Regions from separate parts of the Mus musculus genome. Here regions 1, 3, 4, 5, 6 and 7 are each linked to region 2. A link is a contact called in public ChIA-PET and HiChIP or PLAC-seq data. All regions are on one chromosome and are shown on one strand. Each heading gives the region's core, a stretch centred on a gene start, on an enhancer-like site or on the middle of the called end of the contact. The rest is flanking DNA. Distances are from core to core; before and after follow the strand shown.

Evidence for each region. ChIA-PET counts read pairs in DNA pulled down with a chosen protein or histone mark. HiChIP or PLAC-seq counts read pairs in DNA pulled down with a chosen protein or histone mark.
Region 1: a contact with region 2 is called in an HNF4G HiChIP or PLAC-seq map of pancreatic cancer cells. The contact joins the promoter of Ggnbp1 here to the promoter of Dusp1 in region 2. A contact is called at or near these places in 4 of 39 promoter capture datasets (the HPC-7 cell line, hematopoietic stem and progenitor cells, hippocampal neurons and 1 more) and 6 of 115 datasets of contacts at active chromatin or transcription factors (double positive thymocytes, embryonic stem cells, memory CD8 T cells and 2 more).
Region 3: a contact with region 2 is called in a FOXA1 HiChIP or PLAC-seq map of pancreatic cancer cells. The contact joins the promoter of Lmf1 here to the promoter of Dusp1 in region 2.
Region 4: a contact with region 2 is called in an RNA polymerase II ChIA-PET map of memory CD8 T cells, with 7 read pairs. The contact joins the promoter of Pigq here to the promoter of Dusp1 in region 2. A contact is called at or near these places in 2 of 115 datasets of contacts at active chromatin or transcription factors (memory CD8 T cells and pancreatic cancer cells).
Region 5: a contact with region 2 is called in an RNA polymerase II ChIA-PET map of memory CD8 T cells, with 14 read pairs. The contact joins the promoter of Uqcc2 here to the promoter of Dusp1 in region 2. A contact is called at or near these places in 2 of 39 promoter capture datasets (hippocampal neurons and pre-B cells) and 2 of 115 datasets of contacts at active chromatin or transcription factors (memory CD8 T cells and pancreatic cancer cells).
Region 6: an RNA polymerase II ChIA-PET map of memory CD8 T cells shows a contact between it and region 2, with 12 read pairs. The contact joins the promoter of Itpr3 here to the promoter of Dusp1 in region 2. A contact is called at or near these places in 1 of 39 promoter capture datasets (pre-B cells) and 5 of 115 datasets of contacts at active chromatin or transcription factors (embryonic stem cells, memory CD8 T cells, microglia and 1 more).
Region 7: a contact with region 2 is called in an RNA polymerase II ChIA-PET map of memory CD8 T cells, with 23 read pairs. The contact joins the promoter of Mettl26 here to the promoter of Dusp1 in region 2. A contact is called at or near these places in 4 of 39 promoter capture datasets (fetal liver, liver, neural stem cells and 1 more) and 2 of 115 datasets of contacts at active chromatin or transcription factors (memory CD8 T cells and pancreatic cancer cells).

Annotation. Positions count from the first base shown.
Region 1 is chr17:27,027,936-27,031,306 of GRCm38.p6, forward strand. Ggnbp1 (gametogenetin binding protein 1) reads left to right here and starts at 1,324. Exons shown (of 6, transcript NM_027544.2): 1 at 1,324-2,011; 2 at 2,741-2,865. The coding sequence starts at 1,524. It overlaps Bak1 (BCL2-antagonist/killer 1), which reads right to left and starts at 692. Exons shown (of 6, transcript NM_007523.3): 1 at 476-692.
Region 2 is chr17:26,507,218-26,510,915 of GRCm38.p6, forward strand. Dusp1 (dual specificity phosphatase 1) reads right to left here and starts at 1,255. Exons shown (of 4, transcript NM_013642.3): 1 at 740-1,255; 2 at 357-502. The coding sequence starts at 1,106.
Region 3 is chr17:25,577,683-25,580,884 of GRCm38.p6, forward strand. Lmf1 (lipase maturation factor 1) reads left to right here and starts at 1,492. Exons shown (of 11, transcript NM_029624.4): 1 at 1,492-1,697. The coding sequence starts at 1,505.
Region 4 is chr17:25,940,073-25,943,532 of GRCm38.p6, forward strand. Pigq (phosphatidylinositol glycan anchor biosynthesis, class Q) reads right to left here and starts at 1,917. Exons shown (of 11, transcript NM_011822.4): 1 at 1,743-1,917. Nhlrc4 (NHL repeat containing 4) reads right to left here. Exons shown (of 2, transcript NM_001039038.2): 2 at 2,161-3,460. The coding sequence ends at 3,289.
Region 5 is chr17:27,132,522-27,135,719 of GRCm38.p6, forward strand. Uqcc2 (ubiquinol-cytochrome c reductase complex assembly factor 2) reads right to left here and starts at 1,370. Exons shown (of 4, transcript NM_026063.2): 1 at 1,219-1,370. The coding sequence starts at 1,356.
Region 6 is chr17:27,055,663-27,059,084 of GRCm38.p6, forward strand. Itpr3 (inositol 1,4,5-triphosphate receptor 3) reads left to right here and starts at 1,642. Exons shown (of 58, transcript NM_080553.3): 1 at 1,642-2,012. The coding sequence starts at 1,924.
Region 7 is chr17:25,873,797-25,877,095 of GRCm38.p6, forward strand. Mettl26 (methyltransferase like 26) reads left to right here and starts at 1,704. Exons shown (of 6, transcript NM_026686.2): 1 at 1,704-1,930; 2 at 2,164-2,326; 3 at 2,424-2,483; 4 at 2,699-2,766; 5 at 2,865-2,943; 6 at 3,154-3,299. The coding sequence starts at 1,734. The coding sequence ends at 3,201. n-TGccc7 (a tRNA gene) reads left to right here and starts at 1,292; the gene lies at 1,292-1,362.

The DNA.
Region 1 (3,371 bases), core at 74-2,573, 520 kb after region 2:
AGAGAGCAGGAAGAGTCTCAGAAAAGCCCTCCACAGCCAGTGCTGCCCTGGCCCACCTGGCCCCCATCCAAGTCGCCTTGACTTCCCATTATGTCCACTGGCTGGGCCCAGGATGCATGTTCCTCACAACCGACCACTAGGCTGTACCTAGAATCATTCTGGGGGAGGACTGTCCGTGTCCTGGTACAGCAGGGAGTATCAACCGTATAATTTCTGTCTCTGTTCATGACCTTGACCCTCCCCTCCTTCCACATAAAAGTCCAGGGCCACCAGAACCGGGCAGGAAGGGGCGCTTCTGATGTATAGCCAGAGGCCCTGTGTGAACCATGCCTGCAGCTTCCCTTTCAGAACCTCCCAGGGAAGCCACATCAAGGCCTCCCTCCTCACCGGGTTGCCGATGGAGGTTTCTGCCCCACCCTGGGCCAGAATTGCCCAGGATTAGGACGGTGGGATTTGGCACTGGCTGCCCGTGTACCTGAATGACTCTGCTCCAGATGTGGGATGGCTCAGCCGTGCAAAGACGAAGACCCCGAAGGGCTTGCTGGCTGCTTCCAGGGGCCAAGGTTTCAGGCCTGACTGGCAGGAACTGGTATCAGTGGATTCATGGTGCTGGATGCCGCCTCGGGTTGCCTCTTGGCCCAGGAAACCTCGCGACTTTGTGACCATAGAGGAGGTCCCAGCTCCCGGCAATGACCAGCTCCCTCTAGAGGAAGTTCTCGGTGGCCGCCGGATGCAGGCGCTCAGGGAGGCTGCTGCTTAGGGGAAGGTCCTCGGCCGGGCTTGGAAGCAGCTACAGCCTCCCCTGCCTGCCCTGTCCCAGCCAAGGGGAAAAGCGTTCTGTTTTCTGCCTTTCCTGTCTCTGATTCCCGGGCCTCCTCTTCCATCTTCTCCCTCTAGTGAAAAGCAAACCACAGACAACAACAAAAACCAGGATGAGCTGACCTGCAGTCCCAGCGTTCAAGAGGCTGAAGCAGGAGGATCATGAAATAGAGGCCAGCCTGTGCTACTAACACCCTAAAAGAGAGGAGGAGGAGGGGGAAGGGGAGGAAGAAGAGGAGGAGGAGGGGCAGCTCAGAATTTGTGCTGTCCTAGATCCCTGCAGCCTGGCAGCTGCAGGGACTGATCTCAAACCCAGAGTAAACAGGAGTTTATGGATAGACAGGAGCATATGATGTCCTGTTCTCAGCGTGTGCACCCTCCTCCCCCCCCCCCCCGGCCGCCCTATCTGCCTTCAGCCAGGCTTCCACAGCCTGTGGGTGCTGTTGTGTTATGTCTCACCATCCCTCAATCTCCAGCCTTCCTCTGAGACCTGCTGAGCTGGACCCTGGCTAGCTCCCTCTACCCCTCTACCCGCTTTCCTTCCAGTAGACCCCCCCCCACCAGCCTCCAGTTATAGCCTCCCCCCACCCCCACCTCCTCTTTGCCTTCTAGAACTTCTGGAAGTTTCCAACTGGAGGTTTCTGCTAGCAGTTGGTCCTGGGCTGGCTGCCATGGCTTCTCCCTGAGTCGGGGTCCCACTCAGGATGGCAGCCCCGGCGCGGACCCCTCGGTCACGGATCTTAGGCTGCTCCTCCATGCTGCGCTTTCTCCGAAACCTGGTGGGGAGTAAGGGCGGTTCTAAGAGCACTAACAAGCCCCTGACCAGGAGCCAGCCCAGCTCCTCATGGGAGCAAGATGTTGTCTCCCCAATGATGGGCCACCAGGGAGGTCGTGGGAGGAAGGAGCCCCGGGCCAAGGTCCACTCTGCAGCTTCCTCTAATGGGAAGAGGGAGCCCCCGCCCAGGGTTCTCTCTGCAGCTCCCTCCAACCCGAGGCATGATGCCTTTGAGCTGGGCACTGGGGACTCAGGGTCCCAGACCCTCACCTCCAAGGATGTCCCGAAGCTAAGGGCCCAGGGTGTTGAGGTAACATCAGTTCCTCTCAGAGGAACCTGGGAGGTTCTGGAGCAGCTACCTGAGAAGAAAGGAGAGGAGGAGGAGCCAGTAGGGGAGGTCTCCGGGGCCTCAGACAGGTGAGGGGCTGGTGCTGCTGGTGCTAGGGCTGGTGGGGTAGCCTGATCTAGCTAGAACAGAAGGAGGATGCAGGCATGAGGGCCATGACTAGAAGCCCACAGCTGTAATGGGCTGGGGTAAGGGGTCCTGAATAGTGAAAGCCATGAGGGACAGTTAAGGGTCCCAAGGGAGGGAGGGTCAGCAAACAGGGCTGTGTGAGGAGTGGCTGGGAACTGAGGTGTGGCTTCAGAGTGGAGTACCGCCTGCCTAGCACGGTCCAGGCCTGGGTTTAGTCCCCAGCACAACAAAACACATTGGTGGCACACATCTTTCATCCCAGCACTCAGGAGGCAGAGGCAGGCAGATCTCTGCATTTGAGGCCAGCCTGGTCTACAGCTAGGGCCACACCGAGGGGTATCTTGTCTTGAAAAAACAAAGAACAACCAAAGAAAATATCCTAGAGGCTAGGAAGGGTGCACTAGAGTCTGGACAGAAGTACGCTGAAGTAGGCTCTGCTCCAGCCTGTACCCCTACTTTCCTGCCTGGCTTTCTCTCCCACTGGTCTTAGCAGCAGTTCCCTGTCTGGAAGGTGCCTAGCTCCCCACATCCTATGTCCCCCAGAGGTGGTAGGGAAACCCCTCTGTTAGCTATCCCAGGGAACAGAGCAGGTCCGTGGAGAGACTCAAGGTAGAGTCAGGCCACATTTGTGGGTGTCCCCTGACCCCACCTGACTGTGGCTTTGGGTTTAGGGAGCATTTTGGCCAGGCCCTGGAGACAGAACAAGGATGCTTACAGTGGGTTCCGGGACCACTGGCGCTCACCCCTGGGGCCTTCATCAAGGAGGAAGAGGATGAACACTGCCCAATTGAGTTTGGTAAGGATGCAGGTGGGAGGGGCAGAGGGGAGGGGAGCAGAAATGGATGCCTCTCCTCTAAGACTTCTGGGGGTGGGGGTGGGGCAGGAGCCCAGCAGGGCATGAGGCAGAATCTGAGGTTGGAACCCCACTTGCTCCACGCCGTGTCATGTGACAGAGGAGCATTGCTGGGTATCTCTGCCTACTCTCCTCACCCATAAAATGGACATGGGCAACAAGGGCCTCTGAGGCATCTAAAGATCAGTGAGGTATCAAGGGCTAGATGAAGGCTGAGCACACAGTAGGGCCTGGTACACAGTAGGCACCGTGCTGCGACTCATTCTAATCCCAGCACTTAAAGGGGCCCAAGAGAACTGAGTTCAAGCCTAGCCCAGCTTCTTCAAGGTGCTGTGCTGCAGGATATTTGATCACACCATGAACCCCAAGATTGTTTTATTTACTGAGCTTTAAAAAAACCTGGTTCTGGTTGTGGTGTGACTCAGTTGTAGCACACATCTTTAATCCCT
Region 2 (3,698 bases), core at 5-2,504:
AACAGTCCAGCATTCGTCAAGCTCGTCCAGCGTGAGCACCAGTACCCATGCCCACAAAAACTCCCCGCTGAAAACGGGAGTTTCTGAAACTGGTGACCTCAGCACTGCTGTTGACATATTAAAATATTCGTAAAGAATCAAGCCCATTGGCCTGGACAGAGCCAACAAGCTCTTCCGTGCCAGCAACTGGGAGACTCAGCTCCATCCAATTGCTTCATGATGGACTAAAGATCCTCGTGTCCCCGCTAGTATAAATAAAGCTGCAGCCGCTTTCTATATCCTCCTGGCACAATCCTCCTAGACCTCTGCCAGCTCTGCCACCTCCCTGCCCTGCATGGACCCGGACTCCTACTAACCTGATCGTAGAGAGGGGTACTACAGGAGCTGCATCCGGATTCTGCACTGTCAGGCACACTAGTACTCAGGGGGAGGCTGAGCCCCGTGGGGGTGGACTGTTTGCTGCACAGCTCAGGGCAGGAAGCCGAAAACGCTTCATATCCTCCTGAGAATACAAAGGTACATATTTTCTCATTAGCACCACCGACACAGTACCTGGAGACAAGCCACTCACCCACCAGGGGCTGCGAGTTTACAAGGAAGGCTTAAGGAAGTCTTTGTTATGGGAGTGAAACAAAGCCACTGACAAGCCCCTGGAGACTGGACGCCGGCGCCCCCATACTCCAGGTGGGACGCCCCTTCCCTAGCTGATGGCATAAGTCCTGCCAGAGCTAGAGCGTACCTTGGAGAAAGAAGACTTGAGTGGAGCGCGCCTCTCGGCAGAGCGCGCCCGCGGCCAGGGCCAGGGTGCCGTCGCGCTTGGCGCCGTCCAGGGAGGCGCTGCGCTCGTCCAGCAGCACCACGGCGTGGTAGGCTCCGGCCAGCAGGCGGCCACGCAGTTCAGCGTTGGGCACGATATGCTCCAGGCCCATGGCGCCCTTGGCGCGGCGCCGCACGATGGTGCTGAAGCGCACGTTCACTGAGCCCGCGATGTGGCCGGCGTTGAAAGCGAAGAAGGAGCGACAATCCAACAACAGGCACTGCGCGGCGCCCTCTCGCAGCAGCGCGCGCAGCCCCCCGGCGTCCAGGATGCCCACCTCCATCACCATGGCCAGCCCCAGCGACCCCAGCGTGCCCGTTCTGCGGTTCTCCAGAAAAAGTCGGTCGATCTTGTGCGGTGTCCTGTGGCCCTAAGTCCCCAAGTGCTCGCTGCTCCTAATCTGGCTTCACCGCGCTTTCCTCCCGCCAGTCCTTCACTGCGCGCTCGTCCGACGGAGCGCGGTTTTATGTAGCCTCTCGGGGGCGGTCCCGGGCGCGGCACAGAAGCGGGGGGTGGGGTGGGGGTGGGGGAGAACGGTTTGTTTGTTTGAATGGCAGACACGTGACCGGGCGGTGACGTCACCCGCCCTACCGAGCTTGGCGCCGCCAAAGCCAAAAGCAAAGACGTCATCGGCCTAGGAGCCTCTCGGCTCTGAGCGCTGGCTCGCAGCCCGGCCCCCACCCTCCTGTCCTCTGGGCTCGCAGGCAGGACGGCGCGCTGCCAGCCCGGGTGGCCAGGACGCGCGGCCTGAGGACACCTGCCCTGCTCCCCTCCGCGGGTCTCCGCCGAACGAGCGGGGCCACTCCTGGTATCACGTTCTCAGCTGGCCCGGCTCTGGCTGCTGGAGTGGTGGGCGTGGCGAGCTGAGCGGGAAAGGGGAGTGGGTAGTGAGAGATGACTAATTCGGTCTATAGCCCTCTGGCTATACCGAGGACAAATGGCGAGAGTTGAGACGTCCTTCTTGAATGTCACTTTAAAAGTTTTACGCTGAACAAGGGAATGCTTCCAGTTAGTTCCCACCCCCCACCCCGGAGTGTTATCTTTACCGCGGTGGTCCCTAGAGGACTTACTTGGAGCAAAGGGAGGAGGGTTGCAAGATCTTTGGAGCCCAGGTTTAACATTGGGGTTGGGGGGGTGGGGTGGGGGAGACTTGGGTAGAGCTCCACAGCGCCGCCTAGGGACGGCCCAGAACATTGTCGTCGCGTGGCATCAAGAGGATGCTGCTAGCCGCTGCTCCTCTGTCCCCCAACACAACTTTCTTTTGTTTTGTTTTGTTTGTTTCAGAGAGGATCTTGCTGTGTAGCTCTGGCTAGTCTTGAACTCATAGAGATCCTCCTGTCCCTGACTTACTAAGGATTAAAGGCATCTGCCCTCGTGCCTTTCATCTCCACTGAACAGAAGCTGAGCACACCAAGGACTCAGGGCCAAGAGCCTTGAATCCGCCACTCTGTGGGACAAACTGTACTCATCACACCTGGGAAGACCGAAATGGTGTGTGTGTGTGTGTCCTTCCACAAAACTCCATGACTACAGGGTAGGCAGTGAGTCCGCCGCAACACCACGGAGTTGGATACACAAACATAAACATTGCACCACTCTGAAGGGGTGCCGAGTCAGGAACATTCTGCGGTTTCTTCCTCTTTGCAAGGGGAGGTGTCTTACTACCATGTGTCTTTGCCCAGCAACGTCCGCTTTGGCCTCTCTTAGCTCTTGCGCTCTGCCTAGATTCTTCTGTAAATTCAGAATACGTTATTTTTAAAGGGCGTTTTTACATTCCTTTGAGCATTGATCCTAAAAGAACAGCAAAGAAATCTTCAGATAACACCACCCTCCCTACATCTCAGAAGAGCGACAGAAAGAAAAAAATTATTTGTTTATTCTACTTATTCAGCTGAGGACCTCAACATATTTTTTGCATTGAATCATAAAATGTTACAGCTGCTGCCTTTTCAAACTGCATACCAACTTCAAATTTTCCTTTTATTTTTGTTTTTGCAAGGCCATTCATTATACCCTTCTCTACCCAAACTTTTCAAAAAGACCTTTTTATATGAGTACAGTGGCATGGTTGGGCACTGAAGTCAGAGGTCTGCTGGTCGCTGTGGAGTTCTGCCCTCTTCCCTTCCTAGAAGGAGCCTAAAGAGCTGGAACTGCTGCCAGTTGACTGTTGGGGAGCCAGCCATCCTCTTCCCGGATGAGCCTGCAAGGTAGTTTCAGTACAGCTGGTACCATGCGTGACTCGGTGGCATTCCCTTGTGAAGCAGAAGGGGCAGAACACCCAGACCTTTCCCCTCCCGTGAGTCACCCACTCTCAGTTTTTCCCTTCCCAACACAATGATGCTTGGATCACATGGGCCATGTGCTGTGTGTTTCAGAACCTTAGGGAATCACGCCAGGTGCGACTTGAGAGACACCTATAGGCATTGATTGCTTGGAGCCCCAGTTGAGAGAAAGCTCTCTCCAGGTGCCAGAGAGACTTACACTAAGATCCACTCGTTCAGAGAGTGTTAGCAAAGGTATAGCCGCCGCAGGTCACAATCCAGGTAGTGAGGATGCCTTGGTTTCTGGGGCAGAACCAGAGAGGCTGCTGCTGCATTGGAGGCTTAGCTGCTGAGGGCCGGGGACAGTGTGAGGCAGTAGATTTCAACTCTAGGAGAGGCCTCCCTGACCTGAGAGCCTCCCCATTCCAGGTGTGTTTAGAAGCAACAAGCAACGTTAGAGGCCACAGGGGGTGATAAGAATCAGCCAAAAGACTTAGCCTGCCTCTCCCCTTTAACTGTGTGGCCTCTCCTCATTCACTTTACCATGCCACAGCTCCCTGTGACTGGGCGAGAAGCAGCAGCTTCTATACGGGACCTGTGGGGACAGTCGGTGTGCAGGC
Region 3 (3,202 bases), core at 242-2,741, 930 kb before region 2:
CATCCCATGCCTGGCATATGCCAGTGAGGAGAGGCAGGGCTAAGGGTTCCTACTGAAAGATCTGGATGCAGGATACACAGTTCCTTCAGTCTCTAAATTCTTGAGACCTTGGGCAGATGCTGGCCTGTAGGAAGCCTGGCAGGTGGGAAGTATTTGTATTACCTATCACAACATCTGTAATGGGGCATACTCTCAGCTGGGCTCCCAAGGGAGTGCTTCTGAAGAAAAAGAAAAGGAAACTTAAAAAAAAAATACCCAAAGCACGTTGTAGGCTGTATTTCTATGCTAGCACTCTAGTATCAGGAAGCCTGGAGGCCGGGAAGAGTCCCAGCAACAGCACACCAGTCCTTACCCACAAAAGGCTCACTGCTGGTGTAGAGGTATAAATATTAATGGGTTGTTTAACCATGCAAGCATTGGTCATTTATATGTCAAAGCAGCAATCACAAAAAGGAGATGCTAAGGATAAGTTGCAAAAAAAAAAAAAAAAAAAAACCAACCAGTGATAATTCAGAAAGGCACAAGATCTTTAATACATAGAAAGCTCTGAAAGATGGATGGAAAAAAACCCTTGTTCCAGAGAGCCCTGTAGTTGGCATTATAACCACTCTGGCTGTTGATGCCATGTTTAACCATGCAGCATTGGTAACTTATATGTCAAAGCAGCAATCACAAAAAGGAGATGCTAAGGATAAGTTGTTAAAAAACAAACAAACAAACAAACAAACAACAACCAGTGACCCTCCTTTTCTCTGCTGCAGAACGCCTTTCTAGTATCATTTGTGGGCAGTGCTGGAGTGGCACCTAACACGAAAAAGCAGAATTGCTATCAGGCAAGTGGCATGTAATACCAGCATCGAGGGAGGCAGCTCATGAGGACAATTTCTTTGCTGTCATTCTGGGCTTTATAGCTCAAGGCCAGTCTGAGCTATTAAATATAAAGTCAAATATAAAAGCAGCATTTAAGGTGTGTCTCCTTGGGATTCTGCGCATGCTACTGGTGGGTAAATCTGAGTCCTTGATGGTCCAGTGGCCCCATAAATAGCTTGAACACGGTCCTAGATCTTCATAGAGGTGCCACCTGTATACTGAGGTCTCTGGGGACCACAGACAAGGAGATTTAGGAAGAAGAGAAAGCAGGAGGTTCCAGGGCAAATTTCAGGTTTCTTCCTGTCAGTTGTCCTATAGTATAATCTGCGCCTTCCTGGGCAGCGGGCAGCAGAGGAATACAGGATGAAAACCCTGCTCTGCCACGGCCACAGGCCTGGCCTTCCCTGCACATTCGCACCCAGGACACGGCCTGCCGTCACTAGCTCCTTCCCCTGTCGCTTCACTCTCTGCAAATACTGAAGCCACCACGGAGACGCCCACCGCTAGGAGAGACCGCCCAGAGAGGGCGTGGCGCGTGGGCCTTGGCTGCAAGAGGTCCGCGTGTCATCCAGGGGAGCTTGTGTGGCTTTCGGGCTTGTGGGCGTGGCCTCCGCGCGCACCGCCCTTTGTGCTCATGCGCCCAGACAGCCTAGTAATGGCTGCGCCCGAGGGGTCGCTGAGAAAACGGAAGGTCGGGGGTGCGGAGCACAGTCCAGCGTCGCAACCTTCTCTGGCTAGAGATCCCGCAGATTCTCCAGCTCGGCTGCACACGGGCACCTTCTGGCTGACTAGAATCGTGCTCCTGCGGGCCCTCGCTTTCATTTACTGTGAGTGTCCGGTGGGAGCGGGCTGTTGCCGGCATCCTGTGACCTGGTCCCAAACCCTAATTGCTTCCGGACTCCCGTTTGTCCCTCTATAGGCTTCAAGGATCCTGCACTAAAACCATTCTGCCCTTCTGTGAGCTTCCGGACCCCGCCTTCTCACCTCCCACTCAGTGGCTGCTTAAACTTTATGTCAGGTCCCTCCTCGGCGTGTTCCTGGGACCCCACCCCAACCCCTGCCTCTCCACAGCCCCACTTAGCACGTGTAAGAGGCGAAGGCAGTCCCCATGCACTCCCTCTGCCTGCACCCTGGGAATGGCGAGACGATGCTAATTCTATTCCTGTTCCGAAGCCCTAGGGGAGATGACGGTCTTTAGCCTGCAACTTAGACCTAGCCTCGCCCCTTTTGCCTTCTCTCAGTGGGTCCCCCACTGGACCCAAAGGTTGTGCAACAGCTCCAACCTGACCTGCTTGGAAGGGCACCCGGCAGAGGGCCCAAGGATCTAGCCAGATTTCACTGGTAGGCAAGAAGTGAGGTTCAACCAGGTCAGCTCTGGAAGGACTCCAAGGTTCTGCTTAGGCTCTGCAGACCTTTACAGTCCACTGCAGCATCCCATACCTACCTGAGCCTAAAGAGTCTTAGCCTCCTTCACTTCAGGAAAAGCGGAATCAAAGGTACTGGCAGGCAGGCAGGCTGGTGTCCCCCATACACACCGCTTTTTGGTTTTGGTTTTTGTTGTTGTTGGTTTGGTTACTGTTTGTTTGTTTTTTAAAACAGGGTTGCTCTGCATAGTCCTGGCTGCCCTGGAACTTGTTCTGTAGACCAGGCTGGTCTTGAACTCCTCACAGAGATCTGCCTGCCTCTGCCTCCAGAGTGCTGGGATTAAAGGTGTGGACCACTACACTGGGCACTGATGTCCCCTCAGCTCCTGGCCTGTTATTGCTACCCACAGTAGTGGGCCAGGAGATGTCATATAGAACCAGTTCCAAACAACTCACTATAGTGACACCTGAACCCCCAGCTGAGGCTGAGCGCCTGTCTACTCACACTGGGCCTGCCCTGCCTGTGGCCATGAGACGGAGCTCAGGCTTAAAACCTGTGGACATCTGTCTGGTGGGAGTAACTGTGGGTTCCAAATCCTCACCCTAATTCCTAATACCTAGGGGGTGGCCCAGTGACTATGTGGACACTGGTGGCCATGGCCCAGCCTTTTAGTAAGGAAGGCAAAACTGAGTGCTAAGTAAGCCCCAGGGCCCAGGACATGCCAGGCTCGTGCATGGTGTACCTTCGGCATCTTTCAGAAGAGTCATCTTAGACTTTGGGCTGTGTCCATGTGGCTCTCATGTGGAGAGTCAGGCTCATGTGCATTTTTGTGTGACGGACTGGCTACTTCCGGGTGCATTGGAGAACTGGAGTTCTTAACCAAACGGTCCCGTGTGTTTGCCTGCCTGAGTTTCCACTTATTCTCTCTAAAGCGGGTGGAAAAAACTATCTAGGCTTGTGCTGTTTT
Region 4 (3,460 bases), core at 667-3,166, 570 kb before region 2:
TTAAAAGAACAGTCCAAGCCTGAAAAAGCCGTTAAAGAAGTCTCGGGAAGCCTTTCCATAGAACTCTGAGTCAGAAGTCTCCAGGAAAACAAAACTCCAAAGAACCCGGAGGAAGCAGGCAATTGGTAGGTGTCCATAGGGAAAACCTGACGCCCAACACTAGGGCAGGCTAAATCCCCATAGCCAGTGTCAAGAACCAATTTCTCTTGTCCCTTCAGTAGGAACTGACTCCAGAAGGCCATGACATGAGGCACGGCTAAAAATACTAGAGCCATTCCGCCTGTAAGAGCCCCGGCGGGTCACTGTCATAGGGAACCCTTCAGCCCAGCCCAAACTCTTGTTCAACAACTTTGTAAGGACACACCAGCTCAGTGAAATATCATTTGACTCTCTGGGGGAACACTTCACATGAACTAAGGAAAAATGCTCACAACCGTGTAGGAAGAGAAATGCCCTTGATCTAATTATAAACAGATGTTTCAAAGGTTGGTTTGGAGTCTGCTCACAACTCGTGAATCCACTGTGCTATATACACACTGTGTCTATGCACATCCTCCTTGTGGAGTATGCTTCATTTACAGTTTACCTTAAAGCAAAAAAGCTCGGGTCAAAGGAAAGAAGGTGCAAGGCAGAGAGAGGTTGGAGCTCTGATCTGTGGGGTACTGAGAGAACTCAAGTTGAGGCAAATCCCCACCCTCACTCCCATCTCAGCCTCCGGATGCACTGAAGTGTAAGAAGGAGTGTGCTTACACTGGGCTGCTGGGATCCCAGCAGCAGAAAATGATGATGAAAGAGCAGGCGATCGATACAAGAGGTGAGAGGCTGGAGCGAGAAGGCAAAAACCTGGGATGCGTGAAGGCCTTTAAAGATGCTGATTAAAAGAACAGCCCAAGCCTGGAAAAGCTACCTTTGCTAAGAAGGAGTCAGTTCCCTCCCCGACAGCCCATTCCCAGGAGGGTTAAATAAGAGGCCCCAGGAAGTCTCTTCACAGAACTCCAAGTCAGACTTCAGCAGCAGAGCTACTGCTTACTTCCCCTGCAAGGAACAGGCTTGAGGGATGGCCAGCCCAGTTAAGAGAGACCTGGGACACATCATAGCTGAAACATTACTTTGTGAATCTTTGAGAGGGTTCATATTTACCCCACGTTCAAACAACAACAACAACAACAAAACCACTTTTCTGACTAGGGATGTAGTCAGTTGGTATGGAGCCTACCTAGCCTGCACCAGACCCTGTGTTGAGTCCCCAGAACCTCATAGACCAGTAGTAGCAGTGCATATCTGTAATCAGGAGGTGGCCAAAGGACAATCAAAAATTCAAGGTCATCCTTTGCTACACTAGGATTTTGAGGCCAACCTAGCCTAAAAGAGAACCTGCACAGAAACACATTTTCCGCCTCTGTAAATGCTTTCCTTTTTCATTTCAAAAGGAGGGGGTAATCTGTTTCTGATCTTTACTGGAGTGGATAAATATGAGCCTCTCAGCCAGTGCCCCAGGAATCTTCCAGCCAGTTCCCGGCCTGGAGGGGAGGAGGGGCCTCTCGGTGCCCTCAAGTTCCGGAGAGCAGGCCCAGACCCACAACGGGTGCCGCTGAGCCTGGAGGTCAGCTGCGTGGGTGGCCGCCTCTCCCTCTATCCCGGCCTCAGGTTTCCCATCTCAGAGTCTTTAGGACCAAGAGGCCTGCGCTACCTCGGGATTTCCTCCTCTTCCTCTCCCGGCCCCGCCACCCGCTAGTGCTCACCAGCTGGTCCCCGGGGCCGCGTCCCCGAGCGGTAGGGAAGGAACTGGGTTGGGCACTGCGTTCGGCGGGCCCGGGAGGACGACCGTGCTTGCGGCTCCCAGGCCCGCCGCGGGACATCAGCACCATTTCCGCCGGCTCCGCGGCGTTGTCGCGCGACGGTCCGGTCCCCAAACATGCCCGGGCTGTCCATCGCCTGAGCCCGAGAGTTCCGCGCGCGCGGCTCCTGTCATCAAAGCTACCCTCGCTGTAAATATCCTGAAAGGTCCGGTGGATCCAGCCTTTGAGGACCATGGTAGCCGCTTTGTTCTTACCGCCTGGCCTCCTAAACCCAGGCCCTTCCATCTGTTTCTATCCATTGCGAGTAGGGTGCATGCAGACCCGTGTGGGCCGCATAGTCTGAAAGCAATACCCCTAACAACGCAGTAACTAGTGTTTATTGAGCATCTACTTACAAGCAAAGTTTCTTTCATTGTCCATTAATCCCCCACAACATAATGAACAGGGCATATTGATTTAGCCTGCAGGAGTGACATGTGTGTTGACCTCAACGTCCAGATGACAGGCTGGGTGCCACCCCACACCCTAAAGGAGCAAAAGCAAGGAGCTTTTTCTTGCTTCTTCCCACATGAAGAACATGGGTGAGACCAGATTCTCAATGAGTAAGCTCTTCAAACACACACACACACACACACACACACACACACACACACACACACCCCTCCCCTTCCAGATCTCATCTGTAACATGGGAGGAAAGGCTACTGTTTTCCTGTCTTGAATGGAAGGGTATGAAAGAACCTGTGCTACCCAGAACCGTCCCAGCACCCCACCTAAGTGCTCAAAAGTGGTTTGGACCTGGATTGAAGGGAAAACTGAAGGTATCTTTCAAAACAGGGAGTGTCCAGTAGAGGACCTGCCCTTGCTATGTGCCCTACCAGGACACATGTTGGCCTTACCCCTCTGATTTGCCTACTCCTTACCTCTCTGTTGGGCCCAGAGTGCTGTTGGAGGCTCAAGAATGGGAATATTTTTGAAGCTGGGGGGAACACTAAGGGACCACACCCTTCCCCTAAACTGCCCAACCCAGCCTAGCCACACCCTCCCTGCCTGCCTGCCTGCCTGCCTCTGATTAGGATGTAGGGGTTGGACACCTGGCAGGAGATCTTGCCTAGCTATCTGCTGGCAGACAGCCTCAGCACCCAGGATCTATAGCTTCAAGTGTTGCCTCAAAGCTCAGGCCTCCCGAGACCCAAGCTAGCAGAGCCAGGGACTGAGTGGCCCTTGGGTTTTAGGGGCATGAAAACCTATGAGCATACTTAATAGGGAAGTGGAGATGGCCCAGTTTAGAACCTCATCAAGAAATGGTGATTCATGGTTTCTGTGTAGACAGGGGCACTTGCCAAGAGGAAATCACAAAGCCAGCTAAGACCAGGTATCAGGAAGACGGCTCAGCAGGCCCCAAGGAGCCTACCAACCTTCCATGATAGTACAAAGGACTCAGGCCCGGCCAGTCCTAGCAAGGGGCAATTTCCCCCAGAGCCTACCCCTCAGGCCATCTCCCCCAGATACTGGTACAACTTGATGCAGTTGTCCCCTGCATCTGCCACCACTAGTTGGCCCTGGGGTGCACAGGCCATACCCAAGGGCCTCTTTAGTCCCTCCAACTGCAAACAGATGGGTGGCCCAACCCGGGGAAACAAAGTCACTTGGTGCCTCTGC
Region 5 (3,198 bases), core at 120-2,619, 630 kb after region 2:
CCAGGACACCCGCGCTGCTGATGTGACCCGCACATTATGGTCTGCTTTCTGTTACTTCTGTCTCCTGTGCCACTACCATTATCCAAACCACCACCGGCATCTCTCTCTTCCGGTGCTACCACGGCAGGCTCTCTGCAGCTCCTTGTTCCCCAATGCCAGAGCACCAGAGGAACCTTTGAAAATCAGGGCACGTCAGTCCCCTGACTAAATGTCCCCGGTGGCTTCTCCCTTGCTTCCTGGTAAGATCTGACCCCTAGTGCAGGTGGCTGGGCAGTTAAAAAGAACCTAGGTTTGATTCCTAGTACCCACATGGTGGCTCACAACCACTTCTAACTTCAGTTCCAGGGGATCCAATGCCCTCCTCTGGCCCCAGTGGGCACTGCATTAACAGGGTACAGAGACATATCTGTTGGTAAAAAAAAAAAAAAAAAAATCTGTATTGTGCCTGGCTCCTGCCTTCCTTCAGCTTCAAATCTTAGCTGTAGACATGCCACTCACTACCCGTAGGCTTGCTTTCTTTTCTGTAATATGTCAGTTTGGTTTCCTCTGAAGTGCCTGGCCACCCTTCCCGAAGTGCAGTCAGTGTTCACTGTCTCCCTGCCTCGAGACCGACCTATGTGTAACTTCCTCAGGCAAGCCTCAGGAACCCGACTAATGTTACATTTACCACGATCAGAGTACTCATTGGAACTGTCTTATGAGTCTATTTGTTCCTCGTGTCCTGAATAAGAATCCAAAGGCAAAAGGAGAAAGACCTCATCTAATTCACTGCGATTTCCCTGGAAACTAACCTAGTTCTATGCATGCACATGGCCGTGCTTGGTAAGGTAACCTAAACCTGAGTGGGGCGAGAAGGTCTACTACTCACACAAGGGACCTGTGTGGGAGACTCAGTTTCACAGTGACGGAAGGCAGTGAGGCTTAGCTGGAGGTGTCTGGGGATAGGCTGGGCTCGCAGACACATTAACGATGGTAAGGAAGAAACAACCCCGCCTTACAATTTGACTCTTTAGTGGCATCTGGACCTCAGGGCCGCTTCACTGACTACTACACTGTGCAGACAAGGAAGGAAACTGCGCAGAAGGCGTCGCACTCCGCAGCTAACTGCAAGATGGGTACCTCGCGCACGTGCAGCCTGGCAGCGGCCGACGCATGCGCAGATCCCCCACCCTTGCCGCCCATCGCTTCGACGTGCCCACCCTCCTCCCCTCCGGTCACCTGGGTGTTCTCTCCCTCCCGGAAGGCCTGCGCTACCCGCTGCCGCAGGTAAGCGCCCAAGTCCCGGCCCCGTTTGGTCTCGTCCACTGGCCATTCCTCACAGAGCTTAAGGAAACGCCGGTAGCGGAGAGCGGCCATCTTGGGCCCCGCTTGCCCCGCCCCTGGGGGGGAGTAGTCAAGACCGCAGAGGGCGCGTGCGCACTAAGGCGCACTGGCCTTCCCCGTGGACATGCGCAGTTCTACCAACGGCCCACACCCCTCCAGGCAGCGGCGCTGCTCACCTTTGAGAGCGAGGTCTGAGCTCTTCAGCTTCTTGGTTCTGGTACTCGCCCAGCTCCCAGGGGCAAAGCTAACGCGGTGTACCCTGGGGAAAGCTTTGCTCTTCGTTTTCAATGACTTCACAAGCTCGAGACTGAAAAAGCTTCCCCCGAGACCTCTGCTGTTTTGCATAAACGAAACATTTGCATGTAAATACAGGTTGTTATTGGATGGATATGTGTTTGATCTTAACGTCCGTCGTGTACACATACACACACACACACACACACACCGTCCGTCGTGTACACACACACACACACACACACACACACACACACACACACACACACACACACACAGCTGCCCCACTCACACTCATCACCCTGTACTTATCTCTACCACATGGACCTCTGATAGAGTTCTTTAGCTACATCTCCAGCCTCCCGGTCACATTGCTCACCACATGGAGCGGTTTCTTATGAAGAACCAAAAACATTGTTGCAGCCTGGAAATCTTTAAAACAATTTTTTTATAGTGTGTTTTCTTTATTCTAATATGTATGAGTGTTTACCTGCACCATGTACATGTGTCAGTTCTGGGGACCGAACCTGATTCTCTGTAAGAGCAATAAATGCTCTTAATAACTAATTTCTCTAGCTCTAAGAATGAGTGTTTTTATTATGGCAAAATTTAACATAATATATATATCACATGGGTATCATATGTGTGTGTGTGTGTGTGTGTGTGTGTGTGTGATTTTTCTTTTGAGAAAGAAGGTTTCTCTGTGCAGCCCCAGGTGTCCTGGAACTCACTCTGTAAATTAGTGCTCAATGAATGAATGAATGAACAAAGCCACATTCCAAACTAGGTCTGTCAGACCCTAATGTCTCTCAACATTCACAACCTAGGGAGCAATTCCTGGGGTGGGGGTGGGGCAGCTCACGGGACTGTCTGTCTGGCCAGCCCTTGCAGTGTAGCCGGTAGAGGAAGGGAGACCACAGAAGGAGGCAGTGGGCACGAACTTTCCCTGGCACCCTGGCACCTTTCTCAACCTCTTACCACACTTGTACCTCAGGTGGAAGGGAGAACCATTTGCTGCCATCAAGTTACTCCCCCTACAGCCCAAGACAGGGCAAGGGGTCTCGCCACCCCTGACTCCCAAGTTGGCTGTGGCCAGGCGAGTGCTCTTTAAAGCCATACCTGGGTGGGCCCTTGTGGCTTCCAGCCCACCCGGGGCCCTCAATGCCTGGAAGTAGGGAGTAAATGAACCTCAGGAAAGCCACCCAGCTTCATGGCTAACACAGCTAAGGTGAGGCTGTGTTGGGGCTTGGAACATAATGGGGTGATCAGGGAAATTTTCTAGGGGCATGCCTACCAAGCGCCTCACCTTGGCATGGCACTCCAGCCAAGGTTCCCTTTCCTTACCTCGGGAACTGTGGAGAGTGTTCCCTGTTTAAACCACCCACTGATCTGCTCAGATTAAACCCCTCCCTCCGCCTCCTTCCCACCTCCGCCCAAGACCTGCCTCCTATTGCTACTGAGCCACCCCTGATCTTCCTCCCCCATTTCCCTCTACAGCTGGGTAATATTTCTTTCTCTGTATTCCACAGTGCTGCCTGACACAGCCAAGCTCTGCTTCTTTCCCCACCGTGGGGTGGGGAAAATGAGAAGAGAGCTCTCTGGTAATTTTGCCAGGAGAACATCAGAGATCACACACTAGCA
Region 6 (3,422 bases), core at 392-2,891, 550 kb after region 2:
AACTGCTGAGCCACCTCTTCAGGCCCTTTTTTTAAAAGATTTATTTATTTATTATATGTAAGTACACTGTAGCTGTCTTCAGACACTCCAGAAGAGGGCGTCAGATCTTGTTACAGATGGTTGTGAGCCACCATGTGGTTGCTGGGATTTGAACTCCGGACCTTTGGAAGAGCAGTCGGGTGCTCTTACCCACTGAGCCATCTCACCAGCCCCTGTTTTGATTTTTTAAATTAATTAATTAATTTTTATTTTATGTGCATTGATGTTTTACCTGCATGTATATCTGTGTGAGACCATCAGACCTCCTGGAACTGGAGTTACAGACAGTTGTGAGTTGCCATGTGGGTGGTGGGAATTGAACTTGGATCCTCTGGAAGTGTAGGCAATGCTCTTAACCACTCAGCCATCTCTCCAGCCCATTCTTACATTTATTTGAGGCAGACTCTCACGTGCCCTAGGTAAACCTCGAACTTACTATGCGACCTTTAACTCCCAGTCCTCCTGCCTCTACTTCCCCATTAAAGGCTTGGCTAACCACTACCACCAGTTCTAAGGGTCTTGGTAAAAATCCCCTGCACTCAAGAACTCTCGGTGCAGGTCAGCAGCTGTCTCACGGCTGGCGGCTGTCTCCACCCCTCCTGGGTCTCTTCCTGCTTCTGTCTCCAGTCCCCTCCTCCTTTTCTCCCAGGGACAAACGCCCCCATCCCCGCCCCTCAGGAAATAAGGGGGGCTGGGTGGGAGGGAGCAAACGTGACCAAAGGGGGTGGTGGTGGCGCATTCTTATCTCAGGAGTTCAAACCAAAGCTCTAGGAGGAAGCAAACGCCCAGCCTCCGTGGCGCAGAACAGAAAGTAGTCAACTTGGCGATGAGTTTGAGGGCTGAACTTTGTGAGCAAGGGCCCGCTACGAGAACTTGTTTCAGTGGGCGCTGGGGTGCACTATTAACTAGAGGAGGTAATGCTCTCCCCCTCCCAGTATTATTTATTTATTTTAAAGCAAAGACAGAAGGAGCCAAGAGAAACTGGAGCCAATTCCTCCTGGAGAGGGAGCGGCTGAACTGATTCGGAAGTTGGATCTCTTTGTACACAGGAATGTGGGGAGAAAGAGAGTGAGAGAGAGAAACCCCAACAAGGACAATTAAAAAACAAAAAACAAAAAAAAACCCAAACCCACCCCATTGCTTCATTTCCCCTCCAAGTCAAAGCACTTTCTATTGTGCAATGAAAAGACTTTTCATGTTGAGAGAAATGAATCCTGATTTGCAACGCTAAGGGCTTGAGCGCGCATCCAGGCGCAAGACGGTTCTCAGCTGGGCGCGGTTGCCGCAGGGTGACCGTGGCCAAGTTCCCGGTGTGCTCAGCCACGCGTGGGCCGCAGGCTAGGCGAGCTGGGGATCTCCGAGGGTGGAGAGCCCCGAAGTGCAGCGCGGTGCTGGTGGACAAGCCGTCTAGAGAACGCCCTAGAGCCTGGGGGTCGTCCGGTGGCAAGCTGGGCGCTTTAGGGGGTGCAGGCGTGCACGCGCGCGGTGTAGAAGAGGCCGAGCCTGGGGCGCGGGTGCACGTGGGAGCCGCGGCGGGGGCGGGGTGGGGTGTGGCCTCCCCGCCTCCCAGGCGGGATTTGCATGTGTGTGGCGGCCCCAGACTTCCTGCTCCTTCCAGGCTGCAGGTACGCGCGGGCCCGGCCGGGCTGGAGGGCTGCGAGCGCGCAGAGACGCAGGCACCTCCTCACCCGGACCCGGGTCGCGCCGCGCCTCCTCGCTCTCTGGTGGCAGTCAGCCTACTCCTGCCGTCCCGATCGTCCGGGTCGCCGGGCTGCGAGGTGGCACTGCGCCCCTCTCCGCCCAGCGCGCCTCAGTCCTCTGCACCGAGCCTGGCAGCTCGCTTCAGGGCGACCTCGTCGCCTCGAGCCCCGGAGGGCCGAAGCCATGAATGAAATGTCCAGCTTTCTTCACATCGGGGACATTGTGTCCCTGTACGCCGAGGGCTCTGTCAATGGCTTCATCAGCACTTTGGGGTGAGTGAGCCTAGGGCAAAGAGAGGGGCATCGGGACCACGGTACCAGCTGCTTGTTTGCCAATGTTCAGTCCCCTGAGCCCTTGATAGAGGCTTGCTTGGACAGCCCAGTCTCCAGAAGCGAAGGGACGCTGGCACCCCTCTCTTAGAGAAAGGAAGTGCGTTGTTTGCTCAGGTAGTAGTCGGGTGCCCTGGGGAGTTCTAGAAGGCGTCAGCGCCCACGAAGCCCGCCACTTCTGGCACACTCTTTTTCTTAACTCATGGCTGAGGGGTTCGGACTTCCTCTGCAAGTGGTCCTCGGGTTATGCAGGTGGCTGGGGCCTGAGTTGGAGAGGGCCTGGGTGTTCTTGTTTGGGATTCGGGGTGGGGTGCTAGGGTTGGCTCAGCCTGAAGCCTGGCACTCACCTCTATAGCCCCATCTTGAATCGGTTTATTTAATTATTTAATTAATCATTTAATTTATTTATTTGGAGAGGTAGCATCTTTTCACTCTCCTTGTGCCCCATCTCCTCTTCAGAGTGTTTTCTTTACCCTCCCTGTCCAGGCAGTCCAGGTCTTGGCCAGCTGGCCCCCCTCTCACCGCCACCCCCTCCTTGTCAATTTCCTGTGTAGCTACTCTGGCGCCCCTGGGTCCCTGGTCCCAGGTTCTCTAGAGCACTTTACAAACATTAATTAATTCTGGCTGTCACCCCCCGGGGTCTGGGCTGGATAAGCAGGGAATTGATTCCATCCCATGCTGGTGCCAGGCCGGTAGCTGGGAGAGGTTAGAATCCCAGTATCTTTTTGGATAGACCCTGAGCACCTCGTTGCTGCAGGGATGGAGGAAGCGCACAAGCCCGGATCTGGTCTTTCTGTCCCATTTTCGGGCAGGTGGGGTGGTAGTGGCTAATGTTCTGGTATCTCACGTTGTCAGCACCATCCAGCTGCTGGCAGGGTGACTCCTCTCTGGGGGCTTTGGAAGTGTGTCAGGAATTCTTTCAAAGTTAGCCCTGCAGGTGGGAGGCTCCTGGCTCCCTTGCTCTCTCCTCTTGGTGGTTGAAATTCAATGTGCTGTAGGGAGGAGAAACCTCCAGGGCCTCTCTGCCTGAGGAGGCTGAGATGGGAGTTCCAGCATCCCTCTCTTCTCCAAGCATCCTCCAGGCTCTCCTACACACCTCCCGGGTCAGATGGAAATTTCTACACACACATCTCCCCATCAGATTTCTCTTCTGAAGTTGCCCAGAGTTGAGGCGTGGAGCCTCGTCTGGGCCAGCATCTTTGCAGGCCTGGCTCAGAGCCCTGCCAGGCAGGGCCCTTCTTGGGGAGCTACAGGGGAACTGCGCAGTCAGCACTAAACATGCTGTCTTGGGATGGGGTGTGTGTTGGGGAGGGAGTGGCAAAGCCAAAGGTGGGAGCCCAGACTCCCCCCAAC
Region 7 (3,299 bases), core at 454-2,953, 630 kb before region 2:
CAAAAAAAAAAAAAAAAAAAAGAATTAATTTTGATTCTTTGTTTTGTTTTGTTTGTTTTGTTTTCCAGACAGTTTCTCTCACTGTGGACTAGCCTCTGACTCTCCAGTACCACCACCAACAGGCCCCAGTTGAAATTTAAGTAGCTCCCTGGCTGTCCCAGGCCCTCTTCCAGGGGCTCTCCTTGAGACAGGGCATGTTTAGAACAGTGTTGCACTTTGATGGAGAGAAAGAATCATCCACGACCTCTCCTGAACTTGGACATATGGAAGATGCTCACACCCCCAGCTCCTCTGCCCAAAATCCCACGAATAATCTATGGGAAAAGCAAGCCAGGTATGCAGAGGCTGAGGCTGTAAAAGGGAGAGTCTGACTCAGGTCCAGTCAAGGTCACTACCAATGTCAGACATCCATAACCATCTGTCAGGGGCTGCTCAGAGTGGGTGAGGGGTTGGACTTCAGGACTTTCCCCGAGTCTGGACTGATAACTTTTCAGAGGCATTTCTAGAGTGGCCACCCTATATCTCATCCTTGGGCCATGTCACTCACATAGTTTAACAGTTTGACTACACTCACACCCCTGGTCACTCCGGCTGAATAGACACCTCAAACACAGCCCCAAGCAGGAGCCATGTTTAACCCTGAGCTCCATGATGTAGTATGGGGCAGAGTAGCCCACGCAACCTTTGAACTAACTGTTGGCAATCAAGCGTGAACGTCTCGGACATTTTCTAAAATCCAGCCCCTGTGAGAAATGAACCACTTCAAACCACACAAAGGTGAGAATCAGAGAAGTACCCTTGTCCGTGCACTTGTCGCTTCGAATTTCATTTCAATAGTCACTGACCGCCTCCTGCTATCTATCCGTGGACCTCGAGCTAATGCCAGCCGTCTCAGCGTCACACAAAGCTCATCTGAGCCCAAAGTGTCCCAGACCCGAGGATTCCTGCATCTGGGTTCCCCAAGCTCCATTCTGTTACCGCCCATGCCCACAAGGCTTGGCTTGTTGAACCTCAGGACCTGAGCGCGACCTCAGGCTTCCAAGAGATCGCGACCGCTATGGTTTCCATGGCGCAGAACCAAATCCTGTCTATAAATCTCACGGTACCCACATTTTCTCCTTTCCCTTGGACGACAGCAACAACACTTTGGGATCTGGTGGGATATGTTGTTCTGCAAACGCTTGCCAATAGAGAAACGGAGCGCAACAGAAAAGACACAGGCATAATGCTGTTACATTAACATGCTTGCGTCACAATTCGTATGCCCTACGGACTGCAGTCTCGCTCAACAGCGCCGCTGGTGTAGTGGTATCATGCAAGATTCCCATTCTTGCGACCCGGGTTCGATTCCCGGGCGGCGCATGTTCTTTTTATTTTCCCGTTCATCTCTGAAAAGGAAGGATGCCTTGCAATCTTAAACACCATTCCAAAAAAGGTGAGGCGCAAACGCAACAAATGAGCTTTTAAACAAATACAGCTGAAAGACTCCAGGAAACCATAGCCTCTACTCGAGCCTTGTTCCTTGTCCGAAGTCACCGCTAAATCCCGGCCGCCGGAATCAGTTTCCCGCAGATGCAAACCCTTTTAGGAGTTGAGAGGCCTCCTAACAGTTATACTGTTGCAAGCGGCTGGCCCTTTCGACCACAACTCCCGTAGTGCCCCGCGCAGGAGCTGGACCACAGCTCCCGTGGTGCCCCGCGCGCATTCTGGCTGGGGCTGGCCGCACCGCTGCGATGATGATGGCTGCGGCTGCTGAGAGAAACAAGGAGCCCATCCTGTCCGTACTCCGCCAGTATGTGGATCCTGCCCAGCGCTGTGTTCGCGTGCTCGAGGTGGCCTCGGGCTCTGGACAGCACGCGGCACACTTTGCACAGGCCTTCCCGAATGCCGAGTGGCAGCCGTCGGACGTGGACCAACGCTGCCTGGACAGGTGCGGCGGCGCGGTGTCTTTCCCTTGCGGCCGCTTGGGGCTGAGTGAACGGCGGGGCTGGCAGACCGGAAATCAGGACAGGCCTAGGTTTGGGTGCCAGACTGAGGTAGTAGAAGCAATGGGCTGTAGGGTCGACAAAGATACCCGCTTGCTGCTCCTCAGGACTTTCCCCCCACACCCCGATCACTGAGGGGCCTCGTCAGCCCTTGCCCATGCGCTGCTGCTCTCCACAGCATTGCCGCCACCACCCGAGCCCAAGGGTTGTCCAATGTGAAGGCTCCGCTGTACCTGGACGTGACCTGGGAGTGGGAGCAATGGGGCGGCATCCCACCCCGATCGCTGGACCTGTTGCTCTGCATCAATATGATCCACATCAGCCCCCTGAACTGCACAGAGGTGGGGACCACTGTGGAGCCCAGCTTTCACGTTGCAAAGAGGAAAGCATGAGTCTCCAGCTCCCGGCTTACTGTGCCCTACTTGCCTTCCTCTGCAGGGGCTCTTTAGAGCAGCAGGACACCTGCTCAAAACCAAGGCTGTGCTGATCACCTACGGGGTGAGTGACCCTACCTTAAGACACCCCTATCAGCCTTGGGTGTTTCCCCACTCTTGAAGCCCAGGGCCCGGGACCTAGCTAGCCCTTTTCCTTCTTGAGTGCAGAAAAAAGTTATTCTTTCTATACTCCTATGGAAAGAACTCCATCCTATCCTGCAAACTAGCTGTGTGGGAACGACTGACTTTGGGCCTATGTATTGTGTCTTGTTCTCACAGCCCTATGCCGTCAATGGGAAGATCTCTCCCCAGAGCAACGTGGACTTTGACCTGACCCTCAGATGCAGGTCAGATCTGGCTAGGAGGTAGCTTGGCTCAGAGAGAGGGTAGGCGGGATCATAACCTCAACTCTGCAAATGCCTTCTACCTTCCTCCCCAACTGCAGGAACCCAGAGTGGGGGCTTCGTGACACAGTCCTTCTGGAGGAACTAGGCCAGGCCAGTGGCTTGGTCCTGGAGAGGATGGTAGGCAGGGCGATGTGGGGGTGGGGAGCCTCCCTGTGATTAAGAGTCACTCCAGCCTGGCATGGTGGCGCACGCCTGTAATCCCAGCACTTGGGAGGCAGAGTGAGTTCCAGGACAGCCAAGGCTACACAGAGAAACCCTGTCTCGAAAAAACCAAAAACAACAACAACAAAAAAAAAACCAAGTCACTCCAGCAAAGCGTTTTTCCAGGTGGACATGCCAGCCAACAACAAGTGCCTGATTTTTCGGAAAGAATAGCATCTCTGTCAAAAGTTGTCACGGTACAAGCTAGACCTCAGCCCCTCCCTCAGTCCTTGGGATAAATTAGCCCCTCCTGGTCTGGTGGCCACAGGGCT